3 separate regions of the Sus scrofa genome follow, and regions 2 and 3 are each linked to region 1. A link is a contact called in public Hi-C data. All regions are on one chromosome and are shown on one strand. Each heading gives the region's core, a stretch centred on a gene start, on an enhancer-like site or on the middle of the called end of the contact. The rest is flanking DNA. Distances are from core to core; before and after follow the strand shown.

The links. Hi-C and Micro-C count contacts between places; a contact is called where the count stands out from the background.
Region 2: a Hi-C map of liver shows a contact between it and region 1, with 3 times the contacts expected there. The contact joins the enhancer-like site here to the promoter of SERP2 in region 1. A contact is called at or near these places in 4 of 47 Hi-C or Micro-C datasets (embryonic fibroblasts, fetal skeletal muscle, liver and 1 more).
Region 3: a contact with region 1 is called in a Hi-C map of liver, with 1.9 times the contacts expected there. The contact joins the enhancer-like site here to the promoter of SERP2 in region 1. A contact is called at or near these places in 1 of 5 promoter capture datasets (liver), 4 of 47 Hi-C or Micro-C datasets (heart right ventricle, liver and subcutaneous adipose tissue) and 1 of 2 datasets of contacts at active chromatin or transcription factors (skeletal muscle).

What each region holds. Positions count from the first base shown.
Region 1 is chr11:22,699,104-22,703,420 of Sscrofa11.1, reverse strand. SERP2 (stress-associated endoplasmic reticulum protein 2) reads left to right here and starts at 2,526. Exons shown (of 4, transcript XR_002336679.1): 1 at 2,526-3,188.
Region 2 is chr11:22,832,071-22,836,190 of Sscrofa11.1, reverse strand. The region is part of intron 3 of LOC102167197 (a long non-coding RNA gene); the gene reads left to right. Among named protein-coding and RNA genes, the nearest start is that of SMIM2, 62 kb to the left of the region's middle. Within about 2 kb of position 2,845, at least 31 of the 83 cell types and tissues checked have an H3K27ac peak or open chromatin away from gene starts, as enhancers often do. A contact at or near this core is called in liver and skeletal muscle, where this site is marked.
Region 3 is chr11:22,872,931-22,876,946 of Sscrofa11.1, reverse strand. All of the region lies in intron 3 of LOC102167197 (a long non-coding RNA gene), which reads left to right. Among named protein-coding and RNA genes, the nearest start is that of SMIM2, 21 kb to the left of the region's middle. Within about 2 kb of position 1,951, at least 14 of the 83 cell types and tissues checked have an H3K27ac peak or open chromatin away from gene starts, as enhancers often do.

The DNA of each region.
Region 1 (4,317 bases), core at 1,277-3,776:
CTGTGGTGTAGGTCGCAGACATGGCTCAGATCCCACGCTGCTGTGGCTGTGGTGTAGGCCGGCAGCTGCAGCTCCGATTCGACCCCTAGCCTGGGAACCTCCATATGCCTCGGGCACCGCCCTAAAATAGCCCCCCACCCCCCAAAAAATGAAATACATAAGTAGGCTTAGATATGAGTAAAAAATACTAAAAGGGTAACCTAGAAACAGCGGGAAGTAGTGGGGGGGGGGGTACGGAAATGAAACTTTTGCTTTCCCCTTGATATTCTATTTCTGTGTGAATGTTTACTCTGAGTACAAAGTCTGTAATTAAACTAATTTAAAATATTGTAAAGTGAAGCCTAGCAAGAAAAAAAGAGGAAAATTGGCCAGTATCAAGTGGGAGTCCAGAGTCAAAAAACAATTTTTCCCAAATTCCCTGCTGGTCTGGCAGTTAAGGATTCAGCCTTGTCACTCCTGCGGCTTGGGTTCGATCCCCGGCCCAGGAACTTCCTCATGCAGTGAGTACAGCCAAGAAAAACAACAACAATAACAATAATGTTTTCCTGAACAAGGCAGCTCCTCTGAACCTGTGGGAAGGCAGGTTTCTGACCCAGAGGAATGCTTCTCTGCTTGTACCCTCGAATGAAAAAACCATCTCTGTCCGTATCTTTTCCTTAATGTTCCTCAGAGCCAGGTTTGTGCTCAGCTCAGGCAGGGACCTCCCTTCTGCCTCCTGTCCAGGTATCTGGACGAGATCTGAGGGATCATTCTGGGCCTCACGCCACAGCCAGGCTCAAAAAGTGTCACTGTGGCAGGGGATGGTCCTCTCTCCCCTTCCCAACATGTGGCCACTGTTCATTTTTTTTCTTTCTTTTTTTCTTTCTTTTTTGGGGGCCCCTGTTATTAAAAGCCTGGCACTAGGAGTTCCCACTGCAGCTCAGTGGGATTGGTGGCATCTTGGAAGTGCCAGGACCCAGGTCCTATCCCCAGCCCGGCACAGTGAGTTAAGGATCCGGCATGGCCACAGCTGTGGCTTAGGTCACACCTGTGGCTCGGATCTGATCCCTGGCCTGCGAATTCCATATGCCACAGGGTGGCCAAAAAAGAAAAAAAAAAAAAAAAAGTCTGGCACTGAAGTTGGGCTTTCTTGGTTTCTGGTCCTGTAATAATGCTGGTGGTGGTGGTGGTAATGGTTAAGCCGGTGGAAACTACTTTGGAAACTTAACTGACCTTTAGAAAAAGAATAATCGGACTTTATTAATGATGACCAGATTTATTCATTAGCTTCTGACTTCTGGGTTACCCAAAGCAGCCCCAGTCTATATGACAGTTCGAATGACAAGAAGTGGGAGGGGCATGAGGATGAGCTTGGTAAAATAAAGGACCCCCAGGAGTTCCTCATGTGGCGCAAGAGGTTCAGAGGTATCTTGGAAGCACTGGGATGCAAGTTCGATTCCCGGCTCGGCTCAACGAATTAAGAATCCTGTGTTGTTGCATCTCTGGCTTAGGTCTCAACTGTGGCTTGGACCCCATTCCTGGCCCAGGAGCTCCATGTGCCACAGGGCAGCCAACAATGGGGGAAAAAAAGGACCCTCAAAAGAGAAAAGGAGTGCTCCCTCATTGACACACCCCATAATATTCTGCAGATGCCACAGACGCCTTGATAGACCCAGGAAGGACCACCAGGGTGAATTAGCCAAAGCTGGTCTAAGTCCCAGCATCCTTCCCATGGCTCCAAATCTTCCAGGCTAAAGTTTCCTCTTTTCTTCTTAGCCCTCCTGTTTTTTCGTTTTGTTTTGTTTTGGTCTTTTCTATGGCTGCACCCTCGGCCTATGGAGGTTCCTGGGCCAGGGGTCTAATCAGAGCCGTAGCTGCCGGCCTATGCCAGAGCCACAGCAACATGGGATCTGAGCCTACATCACAGCTCACGACAACGCTGGATCCTTAACTTACTGAGCGAGGCCAGGGATCGAACCCACAACCTCATGGCTTATAGTCAGATTCCTTAACCACTGAGCCACCACGGGAACTCCCCTCCTGCGCTTCTAAGAGTTCACTCCCATCCATTCAGCACATGGAAAAGTGAGGGTGAACTTCTTTTTCTCCTGCCCCCACACTAGACAATCTGTAGGGCCTGGTACCAATGTTTGCGAGTCAGGGAAACATCTGTTTTTATCCCTGTCGCCCAGGGCAACTCCCAGCTCATACTCCTCGGGACAAGGGTGGCTGGAGGAGGTCCCAGGCGCCCCAGGTGGGTGGGGAGCCAAAGCTGGTCAAAGCTCCCCACCTCGGGGCAGTGATACCAAATGCCACAGGGGCCGCAGGCGCAAGGCCTTCCTCCACTGTTCACTCAGATGTGGCGCTGGCCCGTCTTCCGTGTAACCCCCGCACGGACCCGGGCAGCAAGGCCCATCCCCACTCCATCCTCCTCACGCCTTCATCTCCATCCCTGGGGAGACCCAGCCCTCTGTGCAGCGCTTGGGAAATCTCCCGCCGCCGTGGCCTTCCTTGCGCAGGCCCTACCCCAGGGCGGGCCCAGGCCTGCCCTTGTTCAACTTGTCTTTTGAGGACCCCCGGACCGCCGCCTCCAGCCCAGCCCTCAGCCACCGGGCAGCGGTGCGGGCAGACGGCGCGACCCGGCTCGGAGGGCGGCCGCCCCAATCCCTTCCCCAGGCCTCGGTGGGCCCCAGGCCGAGAAGCCCGCACGCACAAAGCCCGGGGCCGCCGGAACCCTCGGCCCCGCTGCGTTCGGCCGCTGGATCCGGACACGTCCGGGGCCCCGGGCCCGAGCGCCTCGGCGCGCTGCGCTCCGGCCGCCGGTGCAGGGAGAACGCGCCGCAGCGCCTGCCACGGGGCCGCGCCGGTTAGGTAGCTGGGGGGACCGGAAGGATGGCGAGGAAGTAGGAGAGGGTTTCCTGAGATGAAAGATTACTTCCGTCCGGGCTCTGGCCTCTCTCTGGAGCTGGCTCGTTGGGGGCTGGGGAGCGGGGTGCGCGGGGCTCAGGGGCCGCGCCTTGCCACCTGCAGCGCCCGGGGCGAGCGGGACGCGCTCGGCCGCGTCCGGGGCTCACGCGGGGGAATCCTTGCAGTGGGAGTCGAGAACATTTCCTAGCGCCCGAGCCATGGTGGCCAAACAGCGGATCCGGATGGCTAACGAGAAGCACAGCAAAAACATCACCCAGAGGGGGAACGTAGCCAAAACCCTGGTAAGGCGGGGGCGGCGCTGACCCGGCGGCCGGGGCCAGGGCAGGGCGGGGCGGGGCGGGCTCAGGGCCTCGGGCGGGCGCAAGACCGGCCTCCCCCTCCTCCGGGCCCAGGGGCCCCCTTTCCCCGGAGGTCGAGCGAGGTGGGGGTTCCGGTGAGGCCGCTCAGGCAGCTCCGGCTTGTGCTCTCTGTGCGCGGAGAGGGTCCTGGTTGGCCGTGGCCCCTCTGAGAGTGGCTGCTTGGGGTCCCAAGGAGGCGCAGAAGGGTCCCCCCCCCCCCCAGAGGATCCGGCCTACGCCTCTGGGAAAGATGGAAAGTCACATCCTTAAGGGAACAATTAAGCCAATTGCTTGACACAGGGGCCTGAAACCTAGAAGGTGCTGGATCGGATACTTGAATGAATGGATGAATGAATGAATGAATGAATGATTAAAGGGAGGCCATTTGCCATATTCCTTCCCAGGCTTCATACCCCTCCCCACCATCCCCAACAAGCACACTATAATAAGGTTTTCTTTCCAGAGCCTTTGTAGTGGTCTCCCGGTATAAATCAGGAATGGGAATGAGATTCAGGCTTATTCCTTGATCCTCCACTTTTGCCTCTTCTTCAGTGAGGCCTCTCACCACTGGGCTAAAGTTTAAAAGCTACATTCCTCTTGGTCACGCCGTGAAGTCCTCCCGAGGGGATGATCGAGAACTTTAGAGACTAGTTTGTTGCCAGCATCCAAGGCCTCCCCAGCTGTAGATTCAAGCTTTATAATAACTTTTAAGTAAAATCTGTGCCTTGGACAGAGGTATATTTGTGTGCGTTTGGCTTGGTTTGGTTGTTGTTTTGCTTTTGTGTTTTTGTTTTTGTTTTTTAGCAAAAATGATCGTCCACAGAAAATCCAGAATTCTGGACATTTCAAAGGCAGGCCTCGAATGAGTTGTTGGGTAGTGTTGGCCTCCAAGAGTATGAGCAAGTCTCCTGGAATCTGTTATCCCAGACACTTCAGTGGAAGTTCAGCTGAAGCCTGGGATTTGGTTGGAAAAGCTTGCAGACCTGATGAGGCAATTGTTTTTAGCCACGGACATGATGCCGGTTTGATTAACTGAGCAAAAAGCTGGATCTGCAATCACCATCCCAGAATT
Region 2 (4,120 bases), core at 1,596-4,095, 130 kb before region 1:
ACAGAACTGCCATTGCTAGGGCGAGTCAGAAGATTTGGGAGGAAAATTTTTTTTTTTTTTTTTTTTTAGGACCCCACCTGTGACATATGTAATTTCCCAGGCTAGGGATCCAATTGGAGCTGCGGCTGCCAACCTACACCACAGCCACAGCAATGAGGGATCCAAGCCACATCTGTGACCTACACCGCAGTTCATGGCAATGCCAGATCCTTAGCCCACTGAGCAAGGCCAGGTATTGAACCAACATCCTCCTGCATACTAGTCGGATTCCTTACTGCTGAGTCATGATGCGAACTCCAGGAGGAAAATCTTTTGTCTTTTTTTTTTTTTTTTTTTTTTTGTCCTTCCCTCCCCACTTCCTTCCTTACCTTTATTCCCTTTTTCTCTGGCATATTCAAGCTATATTCTCACCTTCACTAACAGCTGAGACTATTCTGTGCATTTGGAAAAAGTCATGCTCCAAAAACCAGATCCCCCACCTAGAGCATCCCTTGAAGGTTTTGGACCATTCCAGACCGGCCACCTGGCTGCTTCCCCGGACCCGTGTCAGGCTGAGATGCTGCTGGGGACATGCATGGCTGCCAGCAGCCTCACCGTTGATGTCCTCTTTCATCACTCTTCACTTTCTTTTCCAGATTAATTTCTCCTTTTCTTCAGTTAAGAGCTATCTATTGAGCACTGAACTTGGCTTTAAAATGCCCACAAGCAGAAGCAGACTGACTGCGATGTTAATGAAACCACAGGACCCACAGTCACAGGAGTTCCATAAAAATTGCCAAAGTAAAACATTTTAACTTCAGTCAGTTAACACTATCTCTTATGCTCCGGCTCCCCCTTCACCAACTCTCTCTTGTGTGGGTTGGGTTGGGGTGGCCGTGATGTGTGGGCATTTGGCTGAGGTGAAGGTGAGCTGGAGATACATTTGGTTTGGGTTTAATGGGCTATGTTTATACAATTCACAGTCACCTCGGTGTATAATGGTTAAGCTATTGCTATTTATTGCGGAGAAGGAATTTTCTTCTAGAAATACTCCCAGAACCTACGGTGCCAGCTCCTCCATCAGGGTGCTCCAAAGGCACACAGCCATGTGTGATACCACGATACAGAGGCGCCATGCAGCGTGTGGCCTGGGACCATGTGGAAAACGAAGGATCCCTGAGGTTTGAGATCTTGGAGGCAGAAGCTGGTCTGTGGGAAAACCTCCAATCCTCAAACACGTAAAACTGTAAGCAGATATTTCAATTCTCACGGACGCCTCATCAAAAAGGAAGCTGTCCCTGTGTCTGTAGAGCATAAACTTCTAGATGTACCTATAAATAGCCCATGTGTCCCTCTGTGAGTCGACAGTTTATACATTCCAACTATTTAATTTAAAAATTTCAAAAGTGTTTTTGATCAACCCTGATAGAGGAAACACTGACTTATCCCTCTGTTGTTCTTCTACAAAAGTATTGTCGTGCGAAAAGAGGATCCAAGAGTATGTAGCCAAAAAAATGTGGGAAACACAGTATCGTAGCGGTGTGCCGGGCATTCGTTCCTAGCAGCAGTACGGGATTTTTCTGAATGTTTGTCCTATTCGTCAGGATTTTTAAACTTGTCGTTTATTCTTCTTTCTGTCCTAATTCTGAAAAAAAACATGCAACTTTCATTTATTTATCTATTTTTTGCTTCTTAGGCCCGCAACATATGGAGGTTCCCAGGCTAGGGGTCCAATCGGAGCTACAGCTGCTGGCCTACATCACAGCCACAGCCATGCCCGATTCAAGCCGTGTCTGCGACCTGCACCACAGCTCAGGCAACGCCATATCCTTAACCCACTGAGCAAGGCCAGGGATCGAACCTGCAACCTCCCGATTCCTCATCCAATTCATTTCTGCTGTGCCACGATGGGAACTCTAAAACATGCAGCTTTCTTAAGTGAGGCCCCCACAGTCACCAAGCTTCAGGAAATCAGGTGGGCTCTGAGGTACAGGTCCAGAGGGTGTGGTTCTGCTTATTCCAGAGCTCACAACAGACATCAAGTGAGTCCCACATTGAAAAAAGGTAGGAAAAGAGGTGAGGCCATGCTGAGAATATAACTGACCCTCCCTCTGTCTGCCAGTTCCCCACCCCCTTCATCCCTCCTAAAAATACTCTCCAATAAGTTAGACGCTTGGCAGTTATGCTTTTGAGGGAAGTAAATGTGAGGAGGAGTGAGAGATCCAATTCCACGGCTCTCTTCTTGCCCCTTTGCCATCGCCCAGACCAGGCCAGCCAGCAAGCGGATGGGGGCTCAACGTGACCTTTGACCACGGTGTCTTCTCACAGAGAGTGCTGACAGGTCCCAAAAGGGACCCCCAATCTTCCTAGGTCCATCCTCCCAAGGGCTGAGGACAGGGATTTGGGAGCCGGAGGGCCCCAAGTATGATCCCCGTGTGGCTTGAATTCTCTCTAGACACCTGCATCATCTATTCTTCTTGCCCTGCTCAGACCACCGTGCTTGTTCAACTGGTTTCCAGCCATTCTGTGAACCTTCAACTTGGATGAGACAACTTAGACCAGAATTTGAACTACAAATTGAGGCCCATGCCCCCCACTTCCACCCTCAATCCGACACACAGGTGTTTGCAAAGGATCCATCGAATGGAACCAGCTCACCAACTGACCATCGACTGCGGTTACCAGCCCATAAAACGAAATGAAGCACGTCCTGGTTTTCCTACAAAAATTAACCAGAAATGTCAAAGAATTAGAGTTGAAATAATATGTGAAGCAGCCAGCAATTAATCATTTACTAGAGTGGGTGACCTTTTCCTTGCAGGTAGCAGATATAATGAAACAGGCTCTTGCAGAGTGGGTGTTGAAACTGACATTCTCTAGGCCTGACTCATGGCCGTTCCACCTGGTTCCTGGCCCCTCCCAACCTGATGGGAAACACAGGTTGCCTCTCATAACAAATTCTGGGAAATCCCTGCCTCAGGCCTGCCTTGAAAGCTGCTGCCAGTGTCCTTTGTCGTTTATTGTTTGTGTGCTGCACTGGGGAAGCTGGCAAGCAGGTACTTGCAGTGGGGAGAAGAAAAGCTGTACGGATCAAATAGCATCCTCGACCCCAGGGGAGGGACAGAGGCCTCATCACAGAAAGGGGCTGTAGCTGCTCTCCTAGGCTGTCATTATGGTCTTGCCTGAGCCCCTGGAATCTTGTTTATTTCCTGTTTCAAATTTCTGGAGGTGTACCACTGGGTACAGGTACTAAGGGCAATTGTGTCACAGTCAGGTGGGCTAGCCATACCATCTTCAATGTTACAAAATAGAGCAAGTTTGACTTTGAAAATCCTTTCTATATGTAGATATCCTTGTACCCCTGCCCCCACATCTCCCCCCTCCAGGGCTTCCCCGGTGAAACAAGAGACTTAAAGATGATCAAGTTAATGACTTGGCTTAATTCAGACCCCATGTTTCCCTTAAGTCTGAAATCCTTTGAATCTGATGGGTCAGGAGAAGGAAGTGAAACTGGATAGTCTAAATAATTTGTAGTTAAAGCCAAGATTTATGAGGGGAATTACTGTGCAGAGCTTGGTTTTGAGTGTCTTTGGACCCTGGGGGCCAAATTCTCCCCCTGACGGCACACGTGTGTCTCTCAGGGCTCTGTGGGCCCCAGGAGGTGGAGCAGGAAGGCAGAGTGTACTAGGATCCCAGGGAACTGGTGCCCTGGAGCCAGAGGAGGGGAGGGTTTTGGCGTTCAAGGTTATTAGCACATGGGGCATTCATCAAAAAGAAAAAAAGAGGAAGGAGAGGAGGAAGCACAGATTCTGAGAAACACCCCCGGAGAGGTCAGGCCTCACACCCCTGTGTCCTGTCTGGCTCCTCCCTTTGCCAAAAAGGCAGCCTTTAGAGTGGGACTATTTTTGAAGCCACAAGTAAGAGTCAGATTCCACTTAGGTCTGGCCCTGCTAAAATTAATTCTGAGAAGTTCAAAGTCAGGAGCAGGAGAGAAGAAAGATTCTGGCATCCTTTGCCCTGCCCCCTCCAACACACATGGCTTCACGACGACATACAATTCAAAGAACATACCAGTAACAGTACCTGCCACATAATAGATGCTATAGAAGTGCTGTTTGATTCCTCGCTTTAACTGTAAGCT
Region 3 (4,016 bases), core at 702-3,201, 170 kb before region 1:
TTCTGCACGAGGCCCTCAGCCCGCGCCTCCTCCTCTCCCCCACCTCAGCCATTCTACGCGCACCTTCTGCAAATCAATCCTCCAGCCCTGGGGTTGGAGCCACACTCAAGGATTGATTTCAGCTTCTGACTCATTGTTAAGTGAAACCAAGGTACTCAAGGCTGACTCTCTATCACTTCCCTACACGTATCCATCATTTTTAAAATTAAATTACACTTTCTTTTATTGAAGTTTGGTTGATTTACAACAGAGCCACCATTTTAAACCCAGCAGTTGTGCTCACTGCCCCCGGCCCACAGTGTGCCTGTTGGGCCTCCCTGTCTCTGCCCGAGCCAGTCTTCTGTGTTTTGAACACCTGTTATGTATCAGGAACTGAGCTGGGTTCTGGGAATACAGAGATTAAAGCGTCAGTCTCTGAAGCACGTAGATTAGTGGAGAGACGGCTGAAAGAGCAATTACAAGGCCCCGTAATTGTGGGAGGCCGTCGGAGGAAAGCCCGGTTGCTGTGGAAGCACGTGTGTGTCCCCCCACGTCTGCCGTGATCCCACCTCTCAGCATTCTCGCCAGCCCCGCTTGCCTCTCCCCAGCACTTGCTATGCCTGCCCCTTCATTTGGTCCCCCAGGCCCTCGTCTGCACGCCTGCCATCACATTCTTCTACGTTTATCTGTACTTTTTGCTCCAGTCATCTGCAAAAAAAAAAAAAAAAAAAAAAGTTCTTTGAACTTGGCTTCCTCAGCTGGTGAACTGGAATGGGAGAGGCAAGGCTAGAAGAAGACAGACTGCAGGAAGGGTGGCTGCCTCCTCGGGGAGAGGAAGTCCCAGAGACGAAGCGCAGTGCGAGGGAAAGGACTCCCCCCAGCGCTCCCCTCTGGTGGTAGGGGGTGTGCCCTGAAGCCAAAAGGTCCGATGTGCCTCAACCCTGACCCCGACTAAACTTCCGCCAGCTTTGGCGGAGGGGGGACCCCCCTCAAATGGCAGCTCACGGATGACAGGCTGCTATTTCCATACAGCTCGGCTGACCGTGGAGCATGTAAGACAGGGCCTCGGAGCTCTCAGAGATGCGCGAGGAGCTAGGACTGTGAAAGAAGCCCCCGGGGAGCACAGCTGAGCAAACAAAATTTGATCCCAAGGTTTGACAGTCTCATTTGTGTCCAAGGCTAATGAACCAGGGGAACGTTCGCACATACTCCAGTCATGGCTCTGTAATGATTTACCAGTCAACCAAGGGGAAACAGGCTCCCCCAGAGATGATCCCAGGAAAAGCAGCGCAGCCAGCAAGGTTCACCCTGGCCTGGTGGGTCCCACAAGCTTCCGCAGCTTCCTGCCAGGCAGACCCTAGCCTTCCAGCATCGGAGAGACCCGGTTGACATAGAAACATATCAACAGCTTCTGTGGTTCAGCTTTCCTGCTCTCAGATCCTGCATGTTCCTCTCTGGCTCCAAACCCCTTTGACGCCATCCTTCTAAAATCACTTTTTTGCTTGTCACCTGTCCTTTGAACCAGCCAGTCAGTGGGTTGAGGAAGTCGCTGCTCCCCTCACAGTCCTGAGGAGTGGACGCCAGGAGTTGGGCTGTGGATGGTCACCTCGCCCGGCTCTGCCATTCCAGGGGCTCGCCGACACCCAGTCTGGGTGCCTGGCAAAGCTCCTTTGCCACAGAGGGTTTCATTTTATGTCAGCAGTTTCACAGGTAGAGGGGGTGGTGGAGAGAAGAGAACCATGGAAAGAAAAGAACATGCTAAAATCACTGAACTCAACGAAGCTCTGAAGCAAGGATGCAGAGATTTGGTAAAAGTCCAGAAATCTAGATGCTGGGCCTTGCTAAATTTGCCTGTGCACAGACCAAAGCAAGCAGATCCCCCATCTCCTTGACAACCAGAACACAGGCATGTTTTACCTGCATTATCTGCTCTCTCTGCCGCAGCCAGGGCATAATTAGTGGAGGAAAAACATAGGTGCCGGGTGAGAGAGTTCACGTCTCTTAGACAGTGTTTACCTCTCATTCCTCCCTGGCCGGGAGTGCACCTACACAAACTCATTAACATCTCACCCGTCGAAGATCAGCCATGCCTTCTACTTTCTGGGGAAGAGCTAATATAGCTTTGCCTCTCCCTGTCAGTCAACATTATTTAGGGGACAGATAAGAAAATTGGCTTGGAAGGTTTTTCTGGAAAGTTCTATTTATAGAGACACACCTAAGTGTCCATAGACGATAACTATAAATAGCCTCCTTTGTGTGGCAGAGGTAGGGCCATGTCATCACCCTCCCAGATAAGGAGGAGAGGCCTTCCTCCTCCTGACAGACCCCACAGGCACGCTTGCTCTCTTGGCACACGGGACAAGCCACGTCGGCTCCGAGGTGTGTTCGTGGTTAGCCGAACCCATGGGTTCACCTAATAAATTGGACTGTCTCAAGAATGGGAGCAGCAACAGACCCTAAAGGCTTTGGGGCTCCAGGGGCACGGTCTCCTGAGAGAAATTACAACCAAGATGAGGCAGTCAGCCCTGGGGAGGTGGAGTCTCAGCCGGTCCTCACCCTCACGCCCGGGGCCGGTGGAGAGGAGAGTCAGGGCGGCAGAACATCCTGGATTCCTCCTGATTGGACATGAAGGGCCCGTGATGTTACATGTCGAGCAAGTCATCCCCGTGGGCCCAGCACACGCTCACACACCTGGGCCTTATACAGGTGTGGGGCGCCCTCCCAGGTGGAGGAGGCAGGAACGGGAGTCCAGCGGGCAGAGAGGCTGGGAACAAATGTGAACATAAGGGCCCCAGGATTCAAAACAAAGATACAGCAAACCCGATGAGAAGATGGCTGTGGATCGCCTCCCCCCCCGCAACCTGCCCCCGCCTCTGCCGAGGCAGGGTCATTTTAGGATAAGTTAGGAATCTGAGCAGGGAAGGGGAGGCCTTGTGAACACATGTATGTGAACATGGGGTGCGTGCACCACCCCACATAGATCCCCTTTGGAGTGAGTGCCGGTGCCTCTGGGCACGTGTGTGGAAACTCATGTGATGCTGCAAATAGTACAAGCACTACACATGTTCGCCCGACCACAGAGCAGTTGCCAAACCCAACTCTGATGGGAAAAGCCATTATTTTCCAAGTGTTGACAAGCACCCTGTTCTCATTCCAGTTCACCCTCTGGGAACCACTTAGCATCATTAGGGGAAAGGAGACGCGTGAAATCATGAGATGGAATGGAACCAAGAAGGAGATCTACCAATCGCCCGAATCAGCCTCCTGGGGGGAGGTCACTTAGTGTGGGAAAAAAACAGGACCCATGACAGATGAGCTGGAACTGGAGCCCGGTGGCCCACTCTGAAAGTGTTCTGCTGGCTTAGGCCAAGAAGCAGGAAGGGGAGATGCAGGAGCTGGCTGTGCAGCCCGCCTCCAGCCCTGCCAGGGGTGGTTTCATGTGCATTGCAGGTGGATTTGTTGATGGATGTATTTCTTGGAACCGGTAGCAGATTTATGGCAACTGACTACATGATGGTAGCTGGCCTGGACAGAGCTCTTGTGCAATTATCGGAACCCTGTGCTACTACTCTTCATTCACATAACCAACATTTTCCATCTACTTACTCAGAAGAGCCCATGCTTATTGAAAATCAAGCCCTGTTCTGAATACTTCATTTCTATTGCTTTAATCTGCACAAGAGCCCTACAAAGTGGATTCCACTGTCACCATTTCCATTTTTCAGAAGAGGAAACTGAGGCCTAGTGAGTTGAAGTAATTCCCCAAAGTTTCTCAATGGATGCAAGAGCCAGGATTTGAACATAGGAAGCTTTATTCCAAATGAACGTATCTGCTGCCTATGTTACTTTTGCACAAAGCACTACACGAGGCATGTGAAAGAGGCTCCTCCAAAGGGCATGGGTCCCTACCTTAAAGGAATTTACGGTCTCAGGGAGAGAGACAGTGACATTGCCTTCTGACTTAAGTAAGTCTTGCCATTCGGAAAACATCGGTTCGGTAACTATTGGTAATCTCTTACGGTTAGAGGCACATAGGG